2 separate regions of the Rattus norvegicus genome follow, and region 1 is linked to region 2. The links are chromatin contacts, called in public Hi-C maps. All regions are on one chromosome and are shown on one strand. Each heading gives the region's core, a stretch centred on a gene start, on an enhancer-like site or on the middle of the called end of the contact. The rest is flanking DNA. Distances are from core to core; before and after follow the strand shown.

Region 1 (6,591 bases), core at 994-3,493, 550 kb after region 2:
TGGTGGACTCTGATGTCAAGAAGCCGCTGTGCAGCCTGCTGTCGGTGGCTACCCTGCCACTGTCCTTGCCAGCGAGGCTCCATGGCATCAGGACCACTTTTAAGTTTGCCCATTAAAAGGGTAAATGATGAGCTGTGTGCCGTCAATTCACATTTCAGGGATCTAGAGAGCTGGCCTACTTGTACGCTTTCCTGTGGATTATCTGTCAGTGTCTACTCATTTCCGCTGGGACGTCCTTCTATGGAGTTATAAAGGTTTGCATATTCTGCACATGGGCCAAGTAAAGGATGCTTATTCATGGATTTATCTTTGCAATGCTGGAGACTGAACACAGACAAGCACCCTACCACTGATCTACACTTGGCTCTCCTTGATTTCATCAAATTCACTTTCTTTTTTTAAGCATTTCCTAGATTTCTGCTTTGCTAAAGAAAACTTTGCCCAACACAACACTACAAGTTTTCATTTCTTCTAGATATTCTAGATATTCTGTACTTTATCTAGATATTCTGTACTTTAAACCCATAAACATAGGTCAATGATCTACTAGTAGTTAATACTTGTATATGGTATAAAGTAAGATCAAGGTTCATCATTTGCCATATGGCTATCTACCTGTTTGCTAAAATACTTTCTTTACAAATTAGGGAGCATGGGGACAATGGACAGGTAAACGTGCTTAACAAGAGAATACGATAACCTGAGTTCTAGTCCTAGATTTCAGTGAGAAAGAAGAAAATGGACACCTAAGGAACTAAGGTGTCTGCAGATCACTACGTGTACACACACACACACACACACACACACACACACACACACACACACACACACACACTATCCCCTCTGCTTAGACAAACACAAAGAAATATTTTTTCAATGATTTACCCTGCCTTTGCTGAAACTCATTTTATCATATTTCTGAATTATTCCATTTATCTAAAAATACTTCCTAGTTGGGTATGGTAGCACAAACTCAAAGATGGTGGCAGAAGGACGGTGAGTTTGAGGCCAGCCTGGGAACAGGTTCAAGGTCAGAATAAGCTAAGTATCAAAGCCCATGTCAATGGCACTCCAGGGATGAAGCTCAGTGGCATCAGGCTTACCCAGCATACACACGGCCCTTCGTCCAACCCCAGTATACAGAAAAAGATGCAATTGAACAAGAGTTTTGACCATGCCAATTCCAGACTGCTAACTATTGTAGCTTTGCAGCATGTCTGATATCGGGTAGTGTTAATTCCTCCAACTGTTCTAAAACTTATTTCAGCTAATACATTTTCAAGGTACATTTTTAGTTTCTTCATACAAGCCTGGCCTAATTTTTACTGTTCTAATTCCACCAACTTTACAGATGGCAAACTTCCCCAAATGATCTAAATAATACTAATTTTCCATGTAATGAACACAAAGACTTCTCTACTTTTTTACAACTTCTTTAATCCACCCCAGCAATGTTTCATATAGACAATATATTTAATTAAAATTACTATTAAAAACCTTAAATTGTTGCTATTATGGGCTGCTACTTCATCCTCCAGATGTTAACTGATGGCAGAACTTGAGTTTTGTAATACTGGTCTACAATCTAGTTCCATACATACTTTTAGTTTTCATACATTATGTGTGTGTGTGTGTGTGTGTGTGTGTGTGTGTGTGTGTGTGTGTATAGATAGATAGACAGATAGATGTGTATACATATATACATACAAATGTACACACATATACACATCAAGACAGTTTTACTTACACTTTTGATTTGCTATTACTAGTGTATGATACTGCGGAGACACATGCCAAGAACTGCTTATGAAGGTCAACTTCCAGGAGTCAGTTCTTTCCTTCCAGGGATCAAATTCAGAGCATCAGGTTTGTACAGCAAGTGCTTTTGAGCCATCTCGCTGGCCAGTAATGCTTTCACTTGTTCCTCTGTAATTGGTGTATTGGTCTTTTACTAAGAACATGTTGCATACAAATAATGAAAGCACACAAACTGTTCAACACTAAGTGTGAAGCCAGCTGCAGCTTCTCCTGGGTCCCTTCTGAGCTGCAGTCTTGCTTGCATCTTGAACAGGTAGTGTTGTCACAGGCTGTTAAGTGACCCTTTGGCACTTATCTTTGATTTAGCAAATGGCTCAAGGGTTGTGGATATTAAACAAACCTTGAATTTCTGATAAATGCTACCTAGCCATGTTGTAATACCCTTTGGAATGTTACTGGCCTTGCTACCAGATAGATGCTACCTAGCCACGCTGTAAGGCCCCTTAGCTAGTGTCTACTGGGAACCTGTGTTTGCTGCCCTAAGGCTGCTGCTCTGCGGCTTGTTTTCTGCCTGTAGCTTTGGTTTTACAGCAGGACATCACACTGCACAGTGAATTAGGTAGCGCCCCTTCCTCTAAAGAACGTATGCGGGATTACTGTTTGTGCCAGCAATATACAGAGCAAGCAAAGCGACTGGGCCTGGAGCTTTCTTAGTAGACGTTTTAAGAGGAAATCAAATTTTCAACTGTATAAACAATGACTAAGTCATTCTTTTTCTGTGGGTCACATAAAATTTTGGCAATTTGTATTTTCCAAGGAATGGAATTCTCTATGACATGAAGCTCACCACATTCCTAGATTTTGTTTAACATCTATAGCATCTGGGCCAGAGTCTGTTCCCAGCCCCGAAATTGGTTATGGCTTTCCTCATTTTCAGTCTAGCTACAGTTTTCAATTTTATTGACCTTTTCAAAGAATTACTTTTTTCTTTTATCTCCCATCAATTTTGCTCCCTTTCTATTAGACTGGGTTTTGTTTTTTCCCTTTTTAAAAATACTTTCTTATATTTTTAATGTCATCACAATTACATTATTTCCCCTTTCCTTATGGTTCCTCTAAACTCTCCCATACACCCTCCTCAGTCTTTTTCAAATTTATGAGCTCTGTTTATTAATGGTTATTACAGGCATGTGTGCACATGTATATTCCTATATCTAACCTGTCAGTATGTTACTTGTATGTCTGTACTCAGGCTGTCCACTTGGCATTAGATAAGTTGGTATGTTCCTCCTGGGGAAGACGGTTCTCCTGACCTTAGCCTTCCTTGGTTGCCTGTAGCTCTGGTGTTGGGTTGAGGCCTCGTGGTTTCTGTCTGCTTTGGCATGTCTGTTATTAAGCTCATGCTTAGAGTCATGTTAGTGAGGGTCTTAAGGATGTGACTTCTGCTAATACCAGGAGACACAATCTTAGAGCCAATTCCTGATCCTCTGGCTTCTACAATCTTTTCAGATCCTCTTCCTCGAGATTCACAGACCCTTCGGTGGGGGAAGTCATCCTGGAGATCTATCCAGTGGGAGTGGGACCTACAACTTCTCTGTTGCAAAGGGAAGGTTCCTCAATGAGGGTGAGGACTATACTTATCTGTGGGCATAAGGACTATGCTGGCCTAGTAAAGTGGCAGTTGCATGCTCTCCTCTGAGATCCATAACTTCACTAGGTCTTGGTAGTTGGCTAGGTTTCCAGTACCAGGCATGGTTTCCCTCTTGTTGAGTGAGCCTTAAGTCCAATTGGAGAGCTGCTGGTTACCACCAAGGTGTGTGTGCCATTACTGCAGCCTTATGGTTATCAATCCATGCTGGGCACTGGGGTGCACAGGCATCATAGCTGGGTAGGACTGTGGGTTGCTTCCTTTCTTTAGAGGCTTGTATGACACATGGTACCACGAGAGAGAGAGCTAGTTGGAGGAAGGAAGGCTGTTGGGTCAGTTCCAGATGGGGCTTTTGGGCCCTGGTGTCTTCAGCAGTTAGACTTACCTTACCCCTGAGGAAGAGCGATAGCTTATGGTGTTTGGGAATCTCAGACAGCCCTGAAAAACAACTGAAGACATTTCTCATGCCTGGTGTCAGGCTCTTTGTTAGATTAGCTCTTGGAAGGAGTACGGTTAGTTTGGAAGAGAAAATGTCATTTAAAATATCTATGCATATTAATACAGACATTATAGTTTTATAGTATTATAGTTTTAGGTAGACAATTAATAGCATGATTCATCATGTCTTTTATGGACATCTGTCATTATAATCTCCTCTCTCCTCCTTCTATATTTCTCTCCCCCCTTCCTAATTATAGCCCCCTTCCCTATTTAAACCATCCGTACCCTGCTAATTACAGCCTCCCTCAATATTGAAACCATTTGTACCCTGCTCTTAATTAGAGCCTCACCTTCACCTATTCAAATCATTGCACCCTACTAATCACCTCTCTAATTCTCGTCCACCCCCAACTCCCCAGGAATGGTCTTACTTCTTGGTTTCTGCATTTACTACAGGATCCATATTCACATATGAAGATTTGGAGGGAGGAGCCTCCAATAAGAGAGAACATGTAACATTTGTATGTCTGAGTATGGGTTATCTTTTATAGTTTCATTTACTTGCAGTGTTCATGACTGCATTTCTTACATATGACTGATGCTAGGTAGGGCATCTTTATTACCATACTCTCATTCTCCATTCACGGACACATTTCCTGGCTTTCTGAATAAAACAGCAGTGAATATGACTACACAAGTCTTTCTAGATATAGTCACGTCTTTGGGGCATATGCCAAGGAATGGAATGGCTGGGTCATAAGGTAAGTTTCTTTTTAGCTTTTAAAGAATTGTCCATACTGATTTCCATAATGGCCAGCCTAGTTTGCAGTCCCACCAGTGGTGCAGGAGGACTCTCTTCCCTTATCCCCTCCAGCACTGCTGTCTACTGTTCTGTTGATTTTTGCCACTCTGACTGGGCTATGACGGAACTTCTAGGTCATTTGCTTAGCACTTCCCTAACTGCTAGGGACACTCAACACTTTTTGGAGATAGTTCTTAGTTATTTTCCTTGACAACTCTCTGTTCTAGCCTCGGGAACATTTTTTAAATAGGTCATTTGATTTTTTTGCAAATTCATTGTATATTCTGGGTAGTAACCCTCGGTCAGATGTATAGCTGGATGAGATTCTTTCCCACTCTGCCGGCTTCCTGCTCACCTTTATTTTGGGTTTTCAAGACAGGGTTTGTCAGTATACCAGTCCTAGAACTGGTTCTGTAGACCAGGTTGGCCTCAAACAGAAATCTGCCTGCCTCTACTTCCTGGTCCCGGAACTGAAGACATGTACCAGCACCATCTGGACACTTGTTTCTTCAGCTATACAGAGCTTTTTTGTTTTATTTGTTTTTGTTGGCAGTCACTCTTGGGAAATGGACTCCTATTCGGAAAACCCTTTCCCACACCTTTATCACGCAGGGTACTACCTGTTTTCTTCTAGTTGTTCAGTTTCTGGATCTTTGTTCCATTTGGAGTTACTATTTGTTGAGGGTCTAAACTGAATTCTGCATGTGGACGTCCAGTTTCTTCAATGCTGTTTGTTGAAGATTCCTTCTTCAGTTTGTTTTTGACATCTTTTTCAAACATTAAATGGCTGAAGTTATGATGATTTTGTTCTGTTTGTTCAGTGTGGTGAGCTAGTACCACACTGTTTTTATTACTATGGCTCTGTAATATAGCCTTAAGATCTGGCATGGTAATGACTTATACCCCCGCCCCCAGGATTGTTTTGGCTATATGGTTCCATATAAATTTTAGGCTAGTTTTTTCACTTTCTGTGAAGAATGAAATGGGTATTTTGATTGGGGTTGCTTGAATCTGAAAATGGCTTTTCATAAAACTCATTTTCACAATATTAATTTTACTAATCCATGAACATGGGATATCTGTCATTTTCTAGTCTATTTCTTCAGAGGTGTACAGTTTTCAATGTTAGAGGTCCTTCATGTCCTTGTATAAGTTTATTCCTAGATATTTTATTTTCTTTGATTGTTGTGAATGGAAGTATGTCCACAATCTCGTTATATTTGCTGGTGGTCTGTGGAAAGCTATTAATTTGTGCAATTTGATTCTGTATCCTGCCACACTGCTAAATTTGTTCATCTTTTCTGGAAGTTTTCTGGGAGAATTTTGGGGATCTCTAATGTAGACTATCATGTCAAGTGCAAATAGTGATAGTTTGACTTTCTCTCCCTTCTTGTATCCCTTTAATTTTCTTTGCTTGCCTTGGTGCTCCAGCTAGAACTTAAAGCATGATGTTGAAAAGGAGTGTGGGTAGGGAACCTCCATGTCTCAATTGCTTCAAGCTCTTCTCAATTTAGGATGGTTTTCTCTGGGTTTCTCATATACAGATCTGTTATGTTGAAGGGGTGTTCCCTCTAGCCCTGCAGTCTCTAGAACTTTAATCCAAAAAACATGTTAGATTTTGTCAAAGACATTTCTGTGTCTATTAAGATGCTCATGTGAATTGTCTTTAAGTCTGTTTATGTCATTTATTATATTGACCTGGCTTAGGATGAGCCATTTCCTATGAAATCAGCTTATGAAGAGCCATACCGCATTTCAGAATAAAGCCAGCCTGCTCATGGCAGATAATCTTTGATGTGTGTCTGTACTGTTTTCAAGTACTTGATTGAGTTTCATCAAGTCTCTGTTGTCAGGGATGGGGTCTCTAGTTCTATTTTGTTGTTACTATGATTCTGGCTTCAGAGAAGGCTCCTATTATTTTAAATAGTTTTAAAAGGATTGG
Region 2 (6,823 bases), core at 164-2,663:
CTTTTGTTTTTAACAAAATGTATAAAAGTTAAGAGCAAGCAAATGTAAGGGAAACTGGTATCAACTTAAAAATCCATTCAGCGAGCCTAGCCTATCTGGAGACCCCTAATACAGTGAGAGATCAATCCTATTTCAAAACAAAACAAAACAAAACAAAACAAAACAAAACAAAACAAAACAAAACAAAACAAAACTAGGTGTATGGCTCCGGAGGAACCGCGTGCCCCCACCTCCACCCCTAAGTACACAATCCATATCCATTTTATAAATCTACTCTTGAAAATATTGACGGGCTTAGGTGAGGGGTACTAACCAGCTCCCTGCTCCCTGGGATTAAATATGGGTATTGATCATCTAGTGGTAATTTACCCATCCATCTCTTAAAAACGAATATGCCTGGCTTGGTGGCGCTTGCTTTCAAGCCCAGCGCTTGAGAGGCAGAGACGGACACCTCTGAGTTCTCTGAGTTCGAGGTCAGCCTTAGCTACTTAGGTAATTCTCGCTTCGCTCTCAGCCCGCAAATCCCCAAGCGTTCCAAGGTGAACCGTGGCCGTGTGGCTCCGGCTACGCCCGTAGGGTACAAAGCTGCAGTGTGGACCCGGCAGCCCTGGCCACCGAGCCGGGAGGTCGGCCTGGGGAGGGTAGGGCGTGGCAGTTCTAGGGGCATCTGGGGAGCCGGTCAACTCAGTCCACGTGCGGTGCCCGGCCGGCTCCGAGCGCTGGCGACGGGGGTGTGGCCGCGGGTACCCAGCAGCGGGGACTAGAGTCCGCCCGCCACGCTCTAGTCCGTGCTAACCCACACCCCTTCAGCCGGGCCGCAGACTGCGGGGCGGGTGCTTTTTTTTTTTTTTTTTTTTTTTTTTTGTTAAACTTTGGCCACGTGAACTGCCCCCCATTCACTTTTGCGCCAATCACGAGGCGCGGACGGATCCCGAGAGGGGCCACGGCACGCCGCCGGCGGGCCGCTTCTTAACGCGCGGTGCGTGACGTGAGGGGCTCCTTTGCAATGGCGCGCTAAGCCGGAGGATGTGCAGCTGCAGAGGCGGCGCAGGGCACCGAGAGGGCGGGCGCAGCGCGAGCGGAGCCGAGCCAGCCCGGGGACGCGAGCCGCAGGAGCTGCTGTTGCCTCGCGCCGGAGTCGCCGGCCGCGCGCGCCGGGCATGGTCCCCTCTTAAAGGCGCAGGCCGCGGCTGTGCGGGCGGGCGCGCGGAACAAAGCGCCGGCGCGGGGCCTGCGGGCGGCTCGGGAGCCGCGATGGGCGCGGCGGACCCGCGGCGGCCGCGGCGCTGCCCGGGCCGGGCCAGGCGGCGCTAGGGCGGGCTGGCCTCCGCGGGCGGGGGCGGCGGGCTGAAGGCGCGCGGAGCCTGCGGCGGGGATAGCGGCCCGGCGGGCGGAGGGGCGCGGGCATGGCCGCGCGCGGCCGGCGCGCCTGGCTCAGCATGCTGCTCGGGCTCGTGCTGGGCTTCGTGCTGGCCTCGCGACTCGTCCTGCCCCGCGCCTCGGAGCTGAAGCGAGTGGGCCCGCGGCGGCGCCCCAATCCCGAGGGATGCCGGCCAGGACAGGCAGCGTCGCAGCCCGGCGGTGCTCCGGGGGATGCGCGCGGGGCGCAGCTCTGGCCGCAGGGCTCGGCCGCGGAGGGCGTCCCGCGCGACAGGAACTTTCTCTTCGTGGGAGTCATGACCGCCCAGAAATACCTGCAGACTCGCGCCGTGGCCGCTTACAGGTGAGCCCCCTTTTCGTGGATACCATCGCTTGCATCCGGCATCCTGGCTAGCGGGAGGGCGGCGTTACGGGTTCCCCGGAGGCTTCTCGGGTAGCTGCCAGCGACTCAGCGCAAAGGCAGCAGTGGTTAGACGAGGATGGAGAGCATCTCTCAAGGGCAAGACTTTAGGATTAGATGAGTGAGTACACTGGCCTCACTCAGTGTGTGCCTTTCAACTTGATCTCCAGAAAGACACGTAAGCTTTCTGTGTTCAGGACTTCTTTGTTAAAAGGAACGAGTCTCCCCCATAAGATGGTGGGGAAATTCAGTGTTGTACCTGCGATAGTGGAGGCAGAGGTATAATTTGAGTCTCTAAAATAGGCACTTTGTCATTTCGAAGGGAGAGCCCGCCTAAATTAACCTGGCTAGGGCTCCTCTGTACTGTACTTAAGATTTTCACAGTCATTCCTTTTAATGAGAGTGACCACTCCGCTTTTGAGCACTTCGGTTTGGTAATTAGAGATAAAGAACCTTGAGGAAAAAACAGTTTTCGTGATAGATTCGGTCAATTCAAGACTACAGCCTGGTGCTCCCCAGTGCAGTCCCAGAGGTGTATGCGTGGTAGGAACTAGCTGGGCCCTAGTAGGGCTAAATGAGTCGTAGAAGTGGCAGTGATCATGTTCAGGATTAACAAAGAGATTAGCCAAAGCTGCCTTTAGAAAGGAGATGGTTTTGGAATGGAGGGCATTGTTAGAACTGTATTTCCATTGGAGTGAACCTGAAATAGAAGAGGGGTGGACTCAAGGGAAGGAAGGGACTCATTGGAAACTTTTGTATGTGTGAAGTACACAAACCTTTACTGTATGGGTGAAGTTTGGCGTTCTTCCAGGCACAGATTCAGTCGGTGGCAGGAATGGTTTCAGAGCATGGATATTTAGGGGCTAAGCGTTTTGAGCAGGGCCACACTAGTTGCTGTTTGTTTTAAATGTATAGCCAGTGCTTTTATAACGTTGGCTTTTAAATCCAGTTTCTGGTCTAAGTTTTCAGGCAGCAGATGGTATAAGAAAACAAGCATAGTTGGATCTCTCCTTTCTTTTAAGTCAAGTGAGGGATTGCAAGAGAAAAGGCGGAAAGGCATGGAACGTCTTGACCACCATTCCTGCTAATGTCAAGAAGCTGCATCCTGCTAAGAACAATTCTTTCTGAGTGACCCAAGAGGCCACTGGTGGCTGGCTGTATGTGTGGACTAACAGAGTAGTTTGAGAACCATTAGGCCAGAGCTTTCTCCCCGATGGTCTCTGACTTAGTATCTTTGTCACAGATTGAGGGTGGCATAGGTTTTTAATCCCAGCACGTAGGAGGCAGAGTAGATGGATCTCTGTGAGACCCAAGCCAGCCTGGTCTACATAGAGTTCCAGGCCAGATGACTAACACCGAGACCCTTCTGGAAAGTAAAAAAAAAGTCAAGCAAAACAAAACAACCCAAACAAACAAAAAATGAGAAAGGGGGAAATGAGCCTCCCTCCAGGTGGCTCATTAGGTAAAGGGTAGTTGCTGCTAAACCTGACGACCTGAGTTTGGTCCTCAGAAAGATCCCACAGAGTAGGGGAGAGCGGGCTCCGTCAAACTTGACTTTCACACTTCTGCCATGACGAGGTACATTTGCACTGTTATACAACATAACAGACAATAGATAAATGTAAATAAAACAAATGCCCTTTCAGTAATAAGATTAAATTGAGGAAGAGACCACTAAATTGTGTTGTGGTTTTGAAAATAAATCCCTGGAATTATATGTTAGTGACAGATCACATGAAGTCTCAGCTCTGGAGACAATTGCCAGAGTAGTTTGTTCAGACAGATGATGTGACTCCTTACCTCTCCACGTACATTTTCATGCTTATAGAACCAATATGCTCAAATCAGTAGGGATCGTCGTGCTAGCGACACCACAAGTGTACATGTCGTGTACACTAGTTTTATAGTTGGCCATGCTTTCCCAAAGCCCATCTGGAAGTTAAGTGTGTGTCACCCTTAAATGTTACGATTTCCTCATTGTTTTCTTCTAGGCAGTGAGGACTTCCTCTTTATCTGTGATCTGGAGAGAGTGGAGCAGGTGGAGAGCTGCTCCCTGATGCTCAGTGTCCCAACCTCTCAGCCCTGTAGTTAGACTGGCTAGCCTTAGGGAGTATTCAGGGAAGGCCTGAATTGGGAGAGGGAGGTTAAGAGGTTGTGAGTTATTATTACAGGTTTTGCAGCCTGGGCCAGAAGTTCACACTGAGGGTCTGTGTACAGTACTGTGTGAAAGTAGCTTGCTTCTTGAATCTTGTAAGATAAGAAGTGGAGCCTGAGTTTGTGTGCCACCACACCTGGCTCATTCTTCTTCATATGAAAGCCTCCCAGCATTCAAGAGGTAGAGGCAGGCAAGTTTAGAAGTTCAAGGCTCCCGGGCTACATGAGACTTGGTCTTTAAAGAGACAAAACCTCCTTCAGTTTGTGGTGGTAGTGGTTGTCGTTGTTGTCATCATTGTCCTCCTCCTCCTCCTCTTCTTCCTCCTCTTCCTCCTCCCCCTCTTTCCCCTCCCCCTCCTCTCCCTCCTTCAATTTAATAAGACAATTGTTTGGTTTATAGATGAAGGAGATGCCAGCACTTTTAGTAAGGGCATTATGATATAAGATTGATAACGTCAGAATTTACATTTTGGGACTAGTAACTAGCTACCTTTTCCTTCCGAGGATTGATACCCAGAAGGAAGCTAAGAGGCCCTTGAAAAATCCAGGAATGTATGCTTGCCTGGGCTAAAGTTACTGTAGTGTAAGGCTTTAATGGTAGAACAACTCCATTTGTATATGCTCTTAACTTCGTAGACCTGCTGTACCCCTGAAGAGAGACTAGGCCCCACTGAGAGACAGCCAAGCAGTGGTAGCCAATAGGAGACACAAAACAGTTTTAAAAGTAGGCAGAATGAAACTCAAAAGTGTATAGATAGAGACCAACTGGAGCCAACTTTTGTAGATCCCGTGTAGCTGCCTAGCTGTGAAGCTCACAGGAGTGACCCTGGTTCTTTCAAACATTTAAGTACACTTAGGTACAGTTCAGCTCTTTGTAAAACAGGTGACCTGCATGGCCGTTGTGGATCCAAAACCTGAGTCTGCGCCCGCGCACAGCAAGTCAAATGTTTGTTCAGCTAGTTGTATTAAAAGGGTCAGGCTCAAAAAAGAGTTTGGACTAGTGGTGGGAGAAAATAGAACAGGGGCTGGGCAGGGTGGTGTCCCGTCTGTTTTAGCTAGCTGGTTGGGAAGGCTTTGGAGAAAGGGGCATTTGTACCCCCTGGGTCAGACAGTGAAAGACTGGTTGTGTGACTGTCACTGATAGACATATTGACAAAGGAAAGCTGGGTGCTGAGGCGGAAGCCAGCTTGGAAAGGAACCCCAAGAAGACCATAAAAGAAGGAACTGGGTCTGACTGTTCAGACTCCTGGAATTACATTCTGAGTGAGCGGAAAAGCCACTTGAGGCTTTGAGCAGAAAGGAAAGTGGGACTCTATAAATGAATATAGAAAGTAATTTCTGTAGGCTTGTTTGCAAAGGTATTTGTCTGTTATGTATTTTACTTTAAAATATCATGATTCACATGTAGTAATTTGTTGTGCTAATTATCACCAGGTTGATTGGATGTCTGGAGTTACTAACTGTAGTTCATATTTCCTTGATTTTTTTTCCTAGTTTTTTTAAAAAAAAAAACAATACACACACACACACACACACACACACACACACACACAAGTCAAATAATTTAACCTGCCTTTTCATTATTACTATTTTTAATATTTATGGCTGTCCACCTGTATGTATTTCTGTGTATTTCTGTGTACTATGTGTGTCCCTGTACCTAATAGGACCAGAAGAGGGCGTCAGATCCTCTGAGAGTAGAGTTAGAGATGGTTGTGAGCTGCCTACCATGCCGGTGCTGGGAACCAAACCCAGGTTTCCAGGAAGAGCAGCCAGTGAGCACACATCTCGTTTTGTTTCCTGAGACTCACTCTGTAGTCCAGCTGGCCTTGAATTCTTAGTCACCCTCCTGACTGCTGGTACTGCAAGCAGAAGTCACTACTTCCTGCTCCTGATTTTAGATTTTCCTCCTTATGGTCCAAAAGGTATTGTCTTCTAAAGGTACTGTCCTGAGAAAGTTCTTTTGAGTATACTGGATAAATAACTTTATCACTGAACACCACCCTCAGCCCTTTTGAGTTTTCATATGAGACAGGGTCTCCAGTTGTCTAAGCTGGCCTTGAACTTGCTTTAGCTTCCAGATAGCTAGGAATATGGCCTCTGTTACCAGACCAATCCTGTGAGAGGTGGGGTGGATGGGGAGGAGGGAATTTTTTTTTAAGGGAAGTCTTTCTTTTTCTGCTCTGAGAAGGAAAAGACATGGACCCAACCACATCAGGTGGCTTATAACTGCTCCAGGCTCCAAGGCATCTGTGTTCACACAGTTTAAAGTCTTAAGAAAAGAAACCTTGCTAAGTAGCTGAGGATGGCCTTCAGGTTGATATTCTCCTGCCTCAGACTCTTGAGTCCTGAGATCACAGACCTTTTGCTGGCTTACCCAGCTCCTTTCCCCCAATCTGTTTCTAATGCTCCAAACATTGAACTTCAATTAGAGATATAGCCCAACTACTAAAGTGCTTGCAAGGTACAAGAACCTGAGTGCTAGCCTGGGACCCGGGTATGGGGGGGGGGTGAGATGGGGAAGCAGGGCAGAGGACTGTATAGGATTCTTTGGGCTTACTGGACAGCCAACTTAGCCTAAGTGGTTAAGTTCCAGGCCAGTGAGAAACTCTGTTTCAAGAAGTGAACAGCTTTCTTGAAGATGATGCCTGAGACTCTTTTCAGTCACACACACACACACACACACACACACACACACACACACACACACAGAGAGAGAGAGAGAGAGAGAGAGAGAGAGAGAGAGAGAGAGAGAAATTGAGCTTTCCTAACATCTCACAGTTATTTGGATATTACTGCCCCTGGCCTGAAGATGGGTGACAGTTTTTATCTTTATTTTCCTATTTACTTTCCCTGATGGTGTGGTTGGCTGCCTGTTTTTGACCAGGA

The links. Hi-C and Micro-C count contacts between places; a contact is called where the count stands out from the background.
Region 1: a Hi-C map of the A7r5 cell line shows a contact between it and region 2, with 6 times the contacts expected there. The contact joins the enhancer-like site here to the promoter of Chsy1 in region 2. A contact is called at or near these places in 5 of 12 Hi-C or Micro-C datasets (the A7r5 cell line, frontal cortex, hepatocytes and 2 more).

What each region holds. Positions count from the first base shown.
Region 1 is chr1:129,651,293-129,657,883 of GRCr8, forward strand. All of the region lies in intron 4 of Asb7 (ankyrin repeat and SOCS box-containing 7), which reads right to left. Among named protein-coding and RNA genes, the nearest start is that of Asb7, 23 kb to the right of the region's middle. Within about 2 kb of position 2,244, at least 3 of the 93 cell types and tissues checked have an H3K27ac peak or open chromatin away from gene starts, as enhancers often do. A contact at or near this core is called in the A7r5 cell line, where this site is marked.
Region 2 is chr1:129,098,675-129,105,497 of GRCr8, forward strand. Chsy1 (chondroitin sulfate synthase 1) reads left to right here and starts at 1,414. Exons shown (of 3, transcript NM_001106268.1): 1 at 1,414-1,723. The coding sequence starts at 1,440.